Linked DNA regions of Pogona vitticeps: region 2 is linked to region 1. Evidence: chromatin contacts called from public Hi-C data. All regions are on one chromosome and are shown on one strand. The core of a region is the stretch at or near the end of the contact, and the rest is flanking DNA. Distances in the headings are between cores, read along the strand shown.

Evidence for each region. Hi-C and Micro-C count contacts between places; a contact is called where the count stands out from the background.
Region 2: a contact with region 1 is called in a Hi-C map of muscle, with 7 times the contacts expected there. The contact joins the promoter of LOC110090585 here to the promoter of LOC144583970 in region 1. A contact is called at or near these places in 2 of 2 Hi-C or Micro-C datasets (blood and muscle).

The regions. Positions count from the first base shown.
Region 1 is chr7:15,827,688-15,834,504 of PviZW2.1, forward strand. LOC144583970 (mucin-16-like) reads right to left here and starts at 4,105. Exons shown (of 7, transcript XM_078378835.1): 1 at 3,962-4,105; 2 at 1,735-1,898; 3 at 1,424-1,491; 4 at 740-912; 5 at 575-613; 6 at 280-359; 7 at 1-20. The coding sequence starts at 4,052. It overlaps LOC144583971 (a long non-coding RNA gene), which reads right to left and starts at 6,019. Exons shown (of 3, transcript XR_013537919.1): 1 at 5,992-6,019; 2 at 5,126-5,259; 3 at 4,329-4,613. It overlaps LOC110072644 (mucin-16), which reads right to left. Exons shown (of 33, transcript XM_078379089.1): 33 at 6,435-6,817. The coding sequence ends at 6,781.
Region 2 is chr7:16,086,507-16,093,323 of PviZW2.1, forward strand. It overlaps LOC110090585 (actin-like protein 9), which reads left to right and starts at 2,491. Exons shown (of 1, transcript XM_020814261.3): 1 at 2,491-6,817. The coding sequence starts at 4,738. The coding sequence ends at 6,024. The region is part of intron 1 of GATAD2A (GATA zinc finger domain containing 2A); the gene reads right to left.

The DNA of each region.
Region 1 (6,817 bases), core at 2,855-5,354:
CTTTTCTTACAAAAGTTTGTCTGGTTTTGGGAAGGAAAGTATAAATAAATAAGGATTCTACACATAAATGCACCAGCCTCATCACCATTTTATCGGCTTGGCCGACCCCAATGGGATAGAGTTTTAGCCGTACTCCCGCCTTGAATATTTGTTTTCAAGGTACTTCCAGAGAGCTTGACTCGCCAGGAGTTATAATTAAGGGACGGATAAATGGGCCGGCAGTGGGATTCATGACTCGGCTTTCCACCCAGTGGATCACGTTTGAAACCACGGACTTACCAAGCAGCAGATAACGAAGAGGAGTATGAATCCCAGCAGGACAGAGAGACAGATGAGGATGATGGCCCAGAAAGGAAGCCCTTTGAAAAAAAGAGAGAGAGAGGATTAATATTTTGAAAACTGAGCCGCAGCGAGACCTTCCCCAAGCAGCGGTGGAAGGAGCAACGAATCCAATTTCGTGGGTTCATAGAAGCCACTCCTGATCTTGCCATGGACTTCAAAGCTGCTGTCCAAGGTCCTGAATTGATTTCAGGGACTCAAACAAGTGAGAAGAAACCCATCGCCTCATAGTTACCTGTTTCCTCGGTCATCAGGGCCACTGATGAGGGATAACCTGGAATGAAACAAGGCAGAAAAAACCATCAAGGACAGAAGAATGAAGAGGAATTCTATTGTGCATAAATTTTACGCAACACATTCCATATCGTCTATGGATCTCACACCGCCGGCCTTTCCTCACCGTTCACAACCAGGCTCCTGTGATCCAGTGTGTATTTCCCCAACATGGAGCAGTTGTTGGTCAGGTTGTTAAAAATGTCGTACACAACCCTTTCGTCCAAATGCCTCGGACCAGAATTGGCTTCAAATGCACAGACAGCACCGACGCCGGTTTGATCTTTCCAGTCAGTTGCACTTTGACAAAACGGGAAGAGATGAAATGTTGAATAACCCAAACAACTACTATTGCTATACAGGGGGGCCTCCATATTCATGGGATCACTATCCACTGATTCACTTATCCACTGTCTGAAAATATTAAAAGAAATATCCTAGCAATATATATTTCTAAAGGTGATATTGCTAAAACTGGTCACTAGAGGGAGTCAGAGGCCATGCTATGTACAGTATTTGCTATTACAATAGTGTTTGCTATTATCCACATTTTTCAGCATTTGCGAGTGGGCTTGGTACCAATCCCCTTCAGATAACAGGGATCCTATTATACATCTTTTTTTCAAAAAAGAGTGAGCCACATTGAGTGAGTGGGTTACCATGGTCGAGCTGGGATTTGAACCCAGGTCTCCTAAGTTCTCGTTGGCCATTTGTCCACCATAACACAGGGGATCTCACTTTTATAAAATGCTTTCATCTCATTAATTAAATGATGCTGGTAGAGAGAAATAATCCCTTTAAAAAAACTCACCTGAGGTGTTCCACTGAGCACCCTATGAATTCGGTCTTTAAAGTGCTCTGTTCATAAAGCCGTGTGAGCTGGACTCAGGAGAAATTAATAAAAATATGGTTAAACACAGTTTAGAAACTGGGGGGAGGGGGGGAAGCATTAATCTGGATGAACCTGACTCTGCTCCGAGGGAAGGATTACAATTCCCAGCAGTCCCAGCCAGTGGGGGAAGGACAATGGGAGTTGTGTTTCTGAACCACTTGGAGCAACAGAAGAGGATGGCTCAAGGAGATTTCTACCTACATTTCTGTCCATTTTTCTGGGACACATACCTCTCCTTCAATACTTGTCTTGGCGTTCCGGTGGACCTCCGAATCCGGGTTTTCCATTGGCCCACGGAATGGCAGGTTGGTGATGGTGAAATTAACCACAAAGTTCTTCAGATTCAGCTCGAGCAGCGGGGTGTCCGTGACGGCTGCAATGGCTGGATCCAGAGCTGAGGAGGAAGATCAGAAGCAAAGCTGAGGGCCCCTCTTTGGGACACATTCATATCCAGTTAATACCATTTCAAGCATCCGGTTCTCAGATTTATGGTTTGGGGAAAATCTTGGAATCCTTTCCGTGAAATCTTTTAAAGTACAGCAAAGCAATTCAACACCCTTGCCAATGTTCCAGCCCCATGAACCGGCATCAGACCGTGCCAATTTTGCCATGTAGATGAACCTTAAGAAATGTAGGCCATTGCTCTGATCTTGTCCAGAAAAGACTTGTTACCTTGGTCCTCTAGCTCAGGAGTTCCCAACCTTGAGTCCCCATATGTTCTTGGACTAAAACACTCAGAAATCCTCACCAGCACCACCGGTGGTGAAGTCATCTGAGAGTTTTAGTCACAGAATCCTAGAATCATGGAGTTGGAAAGGGCCCCCAAAACCATCAAGTCTAACCCCCTGCTCGAGGCAGGAATCCAAATCAAGGCAGATCTGACAGAGGTTGATCCAGTTTTTCTTTGAATGCCTCTAGCGTTGGAGCGCTCGCCAGCTCCTGAGGTTATGGGTCCCATTGTCATACTGCTCTGTTAATATGTTTTTTCTTGCTATTCAGCCGAAATCTGGCTTCCTGTCACTTGAGCCCATTCTGACATGTCCTGCACTCTGGGATGATGGAGGACAGATCCTACCCCTCCTCTGTAGGACTACCTTTCAGAGTACAGTGGTGCCTCGCTTAGCGATTGCCTGGTTTAACTATGTATTTGCTTAGCGATGAGGTTTTTGGAGCGATCTTGTGCTCCATTTAGCGATGTTTCCAATGGGGTAATTTCGCATAGCGATGTTCGGGACCTTGCTTCGCTTAGCGACGACAGTTTAGGTCCCCCTGTTTCGCATAGCGATGTTTTTGTCAGCTCCGTTTTCGCTATTTTTTAAAGGTGTTAAATTGTTTAAAAACGGTTTAGAGTGCTTGAAATCGTTAGTGCACTTAATAAACCCTTTGTTAACCAAATTTGGCTTCGTTCTGACTCTTTTTGAATTTTTGGTGATTTTTTTCTCTCCCCCATTGAAATGCATTGAAAAGGTTTCAATGCATTCCAATGGGGGAACTGCATTTCGCTTAGCGATGTTTCCTGTGGCGATTTTCACTTAAGGACGGTAATCCGTTCCCATTGGAACAGATTATCCGGTTTTCAATGCATCTCTATGGGAAAACGCGTTTTGCTTAGTGATGTTTTCCCATAGCGATGAATTTTTTGGAAACAATTAAAATCGTTAAGCGAGGCACCACTGGTATTTGAAAAATGCTCTCCTCCCTCTCCTCCTTTCCTCAAGGCTAAACATGCCCCGGTTCTTTCTGTCTTTCCTCCTCCTGGGGCTTGGTTTTCATCCCCCTGATCCTCTTTGTTGGCCTCCTCTGAACTTCTTCCAATTTCTCAGCATCTTTCTTGATCTACAGTGTCCAGAACTGGACCCAGAACTCAAGAGGAGGCCTAACCCATGCCCAATAGAGGAGAATGAGAACCTCACGGGATTTGGAGACTAGACTTCTGTTCATGTAGCCTGAAGTCACATTGGCCTTTTTTTGCAACCACATCGCCCAAGGACTTTACGGCAGTCCAAGAGCATCTGGAGACCCAAGGTTGGGAATCACTTCTCTAGGTGTTCTGGATAGCCAACTTGGAGAAGCTCTAGCTGGCAGTGGTAGGGGAGAATGGGAGTTGTCATTCAAAAGAGGTCGTAGTCCAGCATTTCTGGTCTACATGGAGAGATGGCAGTTCTGGATGAAGCTCTGTAGGTCAAAACTAATGTGTCATGGATTCTTAGGGTTACTCTACTGGAGAGGAACAGTGGAGCTCAATGAGAGCAACGTAAGTAGGGAAGAGGGCTGTAGGGCTCCTCCAGTAGACCCACTGATTTGAAAGTCAATGCTTCTGTAGGACCCATTGAGCCACTCTCATTGGTCCCCCTTAGATTCGGGACTTTTTGTCGGGCCAAACAAGGGTGTCAGGCGTCCATTAAAGACTGTTGCCGAGATGGCCACTACTGGTGGCCCTCAAAATGGCGTACGCACCTCTCACAGTCATGCCTTTAAATTGAAACCTCTGGCCCAGCCACTGGGAGGTCCCGTTTCGCGTCTCCCGTTGAAACGTCTCCTTGACCATCTCTTTGCTGATGTTAATTTCAGGATCAAAGTAACACTTACAATCAACGATGACTGAGCCAATCCTAAAGGAGGAATAACCTTCTGTCAATATATATCATGTAATAATGGGATCTAGGAAATGTGAAGATATTCCAGATACCCCGGGATAAAATGGTAAGAAAAAGAAATAATCGGCTTTCCTCAATTGTTATGTTAGCTTCCAAGTCCCATTATCCCCTAAACTGGCCGGATATGATGGGAATTGTAGGCCAGTTATTCGGGGGGTTTGGGGAAATCTCTCTCTCTCTCTCTCTCTCTCTCTCTCTCTCTCTCTCTCTCACACACACACACACTCTCTCTCTCTCTCTCTCTCTCTCTCTCTCACACACACACACACACACACACACACACACACACACACACACACACACACACACACACACACACACACACACACACACACACACACACACACACACACACACACACACACACACACACAAAAAACTGACCTCAGTCCAGTAACAACACAAATTTTGAATCCGTTGCTGATGGGGCTCTGTCGGAAGAGGCGGTTGAGCTGAAATGAGATACAGTATTTTTGTTTGCGGAAAATCAACTCCTTTGCCTCCGAAAATCAAAACAGAAATTAAAAACTTAAATGGCAATAAAAATTGAACAATCCAATGGATTTTTCAAAGAAGAAGAAAAACCCTGTAAAGATTGAGTTAGATATGACCAAGAGGATATTATCATTCTTAATTCCTTTTTCATCCCACATTTAGATGATCTATATGTGTCTCCTCATCCAGCTTTCTCCTCATAACGACCCTGTAAGGTTGCCCAAGAGGGCAGCTGGTTCAAGGTTATCGAAGGAGTCATCATCATCATCATCCTCTTAGAGCTGGAGGGGACCCTACGGATCATCTAGTCCAGCCGCTGTCAAGGAGGCACTGTGAGGGATTCGAACTCCCAACCGCTGTCTCCACAGCCAGATGCTGAAACCTGTTTGGCTGAGTCTCCTATTTCTGGCTCTCTTGCACATTTTATCATGGATAAATTCCATTTTATCAATGGAAAAAAAATCCTCACCCTCTCTTTCACAGCAGACTCCAGTTCTTTATATTCTGGAGAGGATGGATCGGTGTTGGTCAAGTTCTCATTGACAATTGTGAAGCCGAGTTCATAACCCAACCCATCTGGAGCAAATCTGGAAGGACGGTGTCCTGGAAGGAAGAACAAGGATGAATATCAAAATTAGAGAGGTTTATCAAGTCGGGATGGAAATTTTTGGAATTCTTTGACTACAAATCCCATCATTCCCCATGCTGGGAGTTCTGCCTGTCTTGCACCTACTCTGCCGACCCCCGAATTTGGCTCACCTGGAAGGAAGGCCTAAATTGGAAAGCTTTGAGTTTGGGCTAGGCCAAGCTCGGCCTAGTTTCCTGTACAGAAAGGAAGCTCCCAGCTCCCACTGGGGCAGGAACAGGAAGTTTGGGTGGAACTCGGCCTAGCTCAGTCTCCAAGCTTTTTGGTTTTTCAGGCCTTTCCTCCAAGGCGAGCCACATTTAGTTATGCGTAAGCCAGTTAGATCTCCCAGAACGGGGAATGATGGGGTTCATAGTCCAAGAAATCTGAAAATCCAATAGAGTAATTGATAACAAGTGCAGGAGATCTGAAAAATCATCATCTCTCATATCTCGGGGTCTTTATATTCAGGGTGGCCAGCTTTTCTCCTTCCCTTGCAGTGACAAGGTTTATTTGGCTGTAGGGCAGGAAAGGCAGGGTTCTGTCAGAGGGGGGTGGTGGGTCCCCAAAACTGGAACACACCAGATCTACAGTTAAGTCCACCGTTTCCTCCTCAAAATAAGATTTTGTATCAATCCAATTTGAGCAGAGACACGGGACATGTTGGGAAAAAGGCATTTAAGTGTCTTTTACAGCTTCCAACTACTCACCAAGATGATTTGAAGGCTCATTATATCCTGAAAAGAAAAAAATACAACATTCTTATTTATATTGTATTGTTGTTTGCATTTGCATTTATATCGATATGTTTGGAAAGGCCAATGAGAATAATTCTCTAGCTCTCTGATGTTTCACCAGAGGTATGCAGAAGTGCTGTGGGTAAGTTTTTAATCATACAAAATTATAGCAATATGTATTTTTATTCTCTTGTGTCTCCATTAAAACAATTTATTTTTTCTCCATTAATACTAATGTAAGTTTAAAAAAATATTCCTTGTCTATTTTGAACAAATAAGGAACTCCTTGATTTCAAAACCCATTTGAGCTGCTCACCAGCTTTTGTGGGTCGCTAAACATCATCATCATCATCATCATCATCATCATCATCATCATCATCATCATCATCATCATCATCATCATCATCATCATCATCATCATCATCTTCAAACGACAGAGCTGGAAGGGACCTTATAGATCATCTAGTCCAGCATTTGTCAAGAAGGCCCTGTGGGGGATTCGAACTCCCAACCTCTAGCTCTGCAGCCAGAGACCTAAACCATTTTGGGGTCAGACTGTGATGATATATGTAATTTATGAGTTATTTTTCCATCTCGCCTTTCCTTGAATGAGTGCAAGGGGGTGGGCTTGGCTCTGTTCCTCCTCTTCCTCCCTCTCCTTGGGTCATCATCACAAGAACATCAACCTCAGTGAGGCCAATGGGACAACCTTGGAAATAACATCTCAACCCAGTCTGTTTCCTTATTCCTTCTTTTTTAAGCTCAAGGAGCAATAACCCACAATTTACCATTCACAAAG
Region 2 (6,817 bases), core at 1,241-3,740, 260 kb after region 1:
GACCACTCCAGTAAGCCATAAATCTCTCCTTTTGCCCTGCGTGATGTGCTTTCTGCTTTGGTTCTTCTTTCTGTTTCCTCTTGAATTCAGCCCCATGCCAAAGACACTTTCCATCTTTAGGATCCCTCTGCCCTTTCCCTTCCAGGGTTTCACCCAGCAAATCAGAAAGCTCATTTTGTAACTGCTAGGATGGGTGTGTTATCAATATGGCTTTGCAATGGTCACTGCAATTGTGACTCATGCATCAAAACTTCAAAGTTACCTGTCACCACTTGTATTTATTTCCAGAGGCCTCGCTATTTAAATTCCTTTCCTTTACCATCAACATATGTCTATTCATAAGCTCCTGACGCTGGTGGTTTAAACAAATCAATAGAAATATGCAGTATAAAGCCAACACGAACCCCCTATATGTTATATACTGTATTCAGATGAATAAATGTATGGCACCCAGTGTGGTGCAGTAGACAATATAGTGACAGACTACAATTCTAGAGACCAGTCTGAATCCTCACTCAGCCCTACGTGGAGGGAGTAGAACTTTGTAAAACCTTAAATATCTCACTTAACTGGAAACCTCTATTAGAGTTGCTATAAGTTGATTGTAAGACACATAACTAGTCCAAGCTGTACATAAAAGCCATACAAATCAACGAGATTTCAACATGCACCTAAAAATCATAGTGTTTGGGACACATATAATTCCAAGGAGAGGAATATTATTAAGGAGTTCTTTTTCCTGCTTTTTAATTTAATTTGTGAATCTGTTCAACCTATGCGCCAAAACAGAAAGGTGGCATCCTTTTGCAAAATACACCTGGATGCTGAATAATAAGCTCCTCTGAATGACTGCCAAAGGAACCACATGGTAGCAGGAGTCTCGACAGATCAGTTCCATGGGTCCCCCATGGGTCCATAGATAAGGCGGAGGCTTCTCAGAGAATAAGGCCCTACAGTGTGCCTTAACAATTTGGCCCTGTATTAAAGACGTAGCCTTTACAGGTGTTCTGGTAGCCAATAAAAGCTAAGTGCACCATTTTCAGAAGGGCCCACACAAAATCCATGCAATAATCCACATTTTAGGTCATACTTACCTATGCACCAGCTACCTGTCCACTTAAGACAACACTCCAGGGACCCCAGGGAATGGAAAGCATGAAAATCTGAGCCACAATAAATGTGTTAGTTATTGAGGTACCACAACACCCTTTATTGGTTTACTAACAATGGACTGGACCCTAAAGAAGGCTGACCACCGAAGAATGGATGCTTTTGAATTACGGTGCTGGAGGACGCTCCTGAGAGTCCCCTGGACTGCATGGTGAACAAACCTATCCGTTCTGAAGGAAATCAACCCTGAGTGTTCAGTGGAAGGGCAGATCCTGAAGCTGAGGCTCCAATACTTTGGCCATCTGATGAGAAAAGACTCCCTGGAAAAGATCTTGTTGTTGGGGAAAGAGCGAAGGCAAGAGGAGAAGGGGACAACAGAGGACAAGATGGTTGGACAGTGTCATCGAAGCCACCAACATGAATTTGACCCAACTCCAGGAGGCAGTGGAAGACAGGAGGGTCTGGCATGCTCAGGTCCATGGGGTCACGAAGAGTCGTACACGACTTAACGACTAAACAACAAAAACAACGGACTGAGATAGTTCTCCTCCTGACAAATACTCTTCCACCTGTAAACTGCTTCTAGTTTTTGCCCACAACAAGTTCCTACATGCACCCACCTCCTCCAAAACAGATTAGGAAGGGAAAGCCGGTGGCCTGGGTCTTTCTCCCCCTTCCCTGCAGAGGAAAGAAGAAGGAAGAGTGAGGTTTTATCAAAGATGACATCCTTTAATTTATATCCCTGCCTTGAGCAGGGGGGTTGGACTTGATGGCCTTAAGAGGCCCATTCTAACTCCATTATTCCATGATTCTATGATTTCTCAACCAGCTCCCAAAAAGAAAAAGCAGAACAGAAAAGAGAAAGCCCTTCAGTCAGAGATCAGAAACAGTTTGTTTTCTCCTGCGTCGGAAGGGAAGGATGGATCTGGCCCCTCCGTGGCCCATATCGGGTTGACGGGCCTGAAAATCCTTTATCCTCTGATTGAAGTATTGAAATACGGTGAGATCCTGCCTGGAATGGAAAAGGCGAGGAAGGAGACAACAGGGTATCCAACCTGTATGAACAGTTATAGCACTTTAAAATCCTTTAAAAAAAAAGAATTATAAGCCAACCCTTGCGGATTTCCCATGTCAACACGAAGGGGCACACACAAGTGGTTGTGCAACTCTCGTGGTGAATGTTTGTGCAAAACACTGTGGCTGTTGGTTGTGCGTGTGGCTGCAAATCCATGCTGTCAGATATTTTCACGGCTTCCCACCGGCATTCATGCCGGATTTGGGGAATTGGTTTTAAAGCAGGGGTGCCTGTCTTTTATAAATAACAATTTTGCTGCAGTCCAGCACACCTTCCTTCCCTTCTGTTCTGATCACGAGATGGGACAGAAACCAGATTTCCAGAATAATATATCAGGGATGAATAGATGATTTCTCTTTATTATTTTTTAAACATGTATTTAAGAATGGGCCAGATTTCTCACAAATCAATCAATAAATGCAAACAGCAATGAGGAAAAAAAAATCAACGAAGCCAGAATTTTTGGTCCAGGATCTAAAGTCGCATCTTTAAATGCAATTCTGCTACACATCAATAAAAGCAGTATAGTCTCCAAATCCCACCAGGGACTAGTTCCCCTCTATTCAGAACTTGTTGGGGTTCACCTGGAGTCCTGTGTTTCAATTTTGGACACCACACTTGAAGAAGGATGATGACAAACTGGGGTTAGTTCAGAGGATGGGATAAAGGATGATCAGGGGACTGGAAACTAAGCCCTAGGAGAAAAGGTGGACAGAAATGGGTGTGTTTAGCCTTGAGAAAACAAGACTGAGGAGAGCATTTTTCAAATACTTAAAGGGTAATCCAGATGAGGGGCAGGATCTGTTCCTGATCATCCCAGGGTGCAGGACACATCAGAATGGGCTCAAGCGACAGGAAGCCAGATTTGGGCCGAATATCAGGAAAAAAACACTTAACAGTTAAAGCAGTACGGCAATGGGACCCATGACTTCGGGAGGTGATAAGCGGGAGGCCTTCAAGAGAAAACTGGATCTGCTTTAATTTGGATCCCTGCCTTGAGCAGGGGATTGGACTCGATGGCCTCAGAGGCCCCTTCCAACTCCATGATTCTAGGATTCACCTAGAATAAACATATTTTCCCTGAGGATTAAACCCTTTACCTAGCCAAAACAGCGCCACACCCCCAAACCTGACACGGAAGCTACGACATTTGTATTTAATCACAAATGGGTGAAGTCACGCTGAGGTTATTAAAGGAAAAAAAATCAAGTCCCTCCTTTCCTCAGTGCAAAGCAATATGCCGATCTACTAAAATATACTCAAATAAATTCTTCCCCACCTGTATTTCTAGCCCCCTCCGTGCTCAGGTATCCATTTATGCCCCAGTGCTAAGCTGACAACGGTGAAGTCTCATTTTCTTTCTGTAAATACTGTCCGTTTTTCCTGTTCATTTGCTTTCGTGCCTTGGGGGGCAAAAAAGATACTTTCATTCTGAGTGGGTTTGGTCAGATGCATTTGGGCGTCGCCTCGCTTTGAGAGCGCGAAAAACTGAACACAAGCCTGTCATATTTCCTCCACAGAGCCGAACGATTGGTTTGGTTCGTTTAAGAAAAAAATAAATCCTGCTTCTTCATAGATACCCAACTTAATGATGGAGTTTTGCAACAGCATCTTTTTCCTCAGGGAAGCCATTGAGAGAGTTGGGTTTTTCCAGAGAGGGGGAGAGAGAGAGTGTATGTGTGTTTATCTTTGCTATTCCTTTCTGTGAGATGCGGAAAATCTGAAAAAAAAAATCAGCTGCCTTGTTTGCACGAACCAGTATCTCAAGCTGGGTTTCCTATTTCTTCTCAATGCCCTACACAGCTCCCTCTGCACCCTCTTTCATGTGCTTATTTATTTAAAATATTTTTACCCTGCCTTTCTCCTCAAAAGGACCCCAGGCTTGGTCTTCTGGTCTACATCCAGCTGAATCTAAGACAGTGGTTCCCAAACTTGGTGCTCTTGGACTGCAGCTCCCAGAAATCCTGACCAACACCACAAGTAGTGAAGGATTCTGGGACTTGTAGTCCAAGAACACCTGAGGACCCAAGGTTGGGATCCATTGATCAAGGGTGTCCAAAAGGGACACAGAACACCAGGTGAGTTCTCACCACGTCAAAACAAAGTAGTACACTCAGATCCCTTGATGTGGACACCAAGCTTGACACCACCTTCCAGTCCATGGGCATTCCTCTTTATTTCGCTACTGCATTGCACAGTCAGTTGTTGAAGGCCTTACGTTCTGGAATCATCTGAGTCAGTCTAGAGAAGATTCAAGGAATTCCATCCGCCCATAAGATTCCAGGATTCTAGCCAACCACTTGTCATCTCTTGTGAAACGTGGTTCAGCTTTCTACCAGAGAGACAAAAGTTGGGACTTGCTGGCCCATCTTCATCCCCAAGCGATGACACGGTGAGAAGGGCTCCCAACCAGCCAAAGGTGAGGTCACCTGAGATGCTGTCGTAGCATCATAATTCTGCTTTGTGACAACAGAGAGAAAATTCTTTAAAACTCTAGCTTTGTCACTCAGGGGTTGAGTTTGCAGACGGAGGACCGGAGGGAAGGACTGATCATGTCCTTCAGAAGTTCCAGGTCAAAAAGCGCAGGACCTTCCCAAAAAAGGAGTCCTGGATCCTCAAAATCCAGGAGCCCGGGGCCAAGAATAGCAACCCCTGGATCTCGGACATCTTCCAGAGAACGAGGTGGTACCATGGCGAGGTCTAGGACTCCGGAAAGAGCCCAAAAGGTCATCAAAACAGGAGCCGTGGTGATAGATACAGGGACTGGGACCTGTAAAGCCGGGTTTGCAGGGCAACAGACCCCTCAGGCAGTTATCGAGACGGTGGTTGGGTACCCCACAGAGAAGTCCATGAGAACAAGAGACCGACCAGATACCTTTGTCGGGGAGTGCGCCCGGTTGGAGACCGACGTAGACATTATTTTGCCTCTCAGAAATGGCATCATCGTTGACTGGGAAGCCGTGGAGGTTTTGTGGAGGCATCTCTTCAACCATGACCTCAAGGCCGCCCCAGAAGAACATGCCCTGCTCCTGTCTGACCCTCCTCTCTGCCCAACGACCAACCGGGAAAAGCTGGTGGAGGTAGTCTTTGAGTCCCTTAACTCTCCGGGGATGTACGTGGCTTATCAGTCTGTCCTCTCCGTCTACGCCCATGGCAAAATCAGTGGGCTGGTGGTCGACACCGGCTACGCTGTGACGCACACTGTCCCAGTCAGCGAAGGATACAATTTGCCCCACGCCGCGGAGAGGATGGACATTGCTGGGGCCAACATGACGTCCTTCTTGATGGACCTCCTGAGGGACATGGGCCACGACTTTGACGAGCAAATGCTTGCCATTGTGGATGACATCAAGAAGAAGTGCTGCTACGTGGCCCTTGATTTCGAGGTGGAGTGGAACCGTCCCAAGAAAGAATACATGATGGACTACCAGCTGCCGGACGGCCAGACCATTCAATTGGGAAAGGAGAGATTTCAGTGCCCGGAAATGTTATTCCATCCTCCGCTGATGTCAGGGCTTTCTGTCTTCGGAGTCCCCAACATGGCCCTAAAAAGTTTGCGGAGAGTGCCAGAAATCTGCCGGAAAGAGATGTATGAAAACATCCTTCTGTGTGGAGGCTCTTCTGGGTTTGAAGGGTTCGAGAAGAGGTTCACCCACGACCTCTTGGCCGGCGTGCCCTCCAACACGAAAGTGAACGTCACAGCCATGCCGCTCCGGAAATACTCCGTCTGGACTGGGGGATCCATCCTTGCATCTCTGAATAACTTTCAACCCTGCTGGATCCGGAAAGAGCAATATCAGGAACACGGGCCATATATTGTCCACCGGAAGTGCTACTGAACTTGGGGGAGTTGGATTCTCCCCAAGCCATCCACAAAGGGGGAAAGGTATCAAAACAAAATAAATCCATGTGTTTGCAAAGGCATTAAGTGGAGGTTTGTGGTTCTTGCCTGGAGAGGAACACATTCCTTGCGAGGTATATGCAGCTCTGCTTGTCCTTTCTGCATGCTCACAACGACCCTGTACAGGTAGGTCAGGCTGAGAGGCAGAGAATACAAGTGTTCCACCTGTGCATGCTTTAAAAGGCTTATTTAAATGCACACTTCAATGTGAACCCTCATGTTTATTGTACAGTGGGACCCCCTTATCTACAAGATCAATATCCACTGATTCACTTATCCACAGTCAAGATATTTAAAATATTAAAAGAAAAATCCCATAAATATACATTTCTAACAATGAAGTTACCAGAACTATATGTAGCGTTCACTATCAAAATCGTGTTTGCTAATATCTGCAATTTTCAGCATTTGGTGGGGGTTTTTGAATGGATTTCTTGTGGATACGGGGGTCCTACTGTAAGAGGAAAGGAAAAGAAGGTTGGAAGTGAACACACAGAAAGCTGCCACCAATTCACCTTCTTTGAATGCGCAAGGAGTTGAAAACAGTGGTCATCTTGTCCATTAAAACAGGAAAGAAGTCGGGGGAGACATATATTCCCAGTTCCAGTGGAGACCAATGACTCGGGTTTCAGCTGGGGTGATGGAACTAAGAGGCAAAGTATTTTAAGGTGGTTTGGTCACGAGTAGGCATTCGAGAGCCGTTAGCTTTGCAAAAGACTTGCTCCTCACGG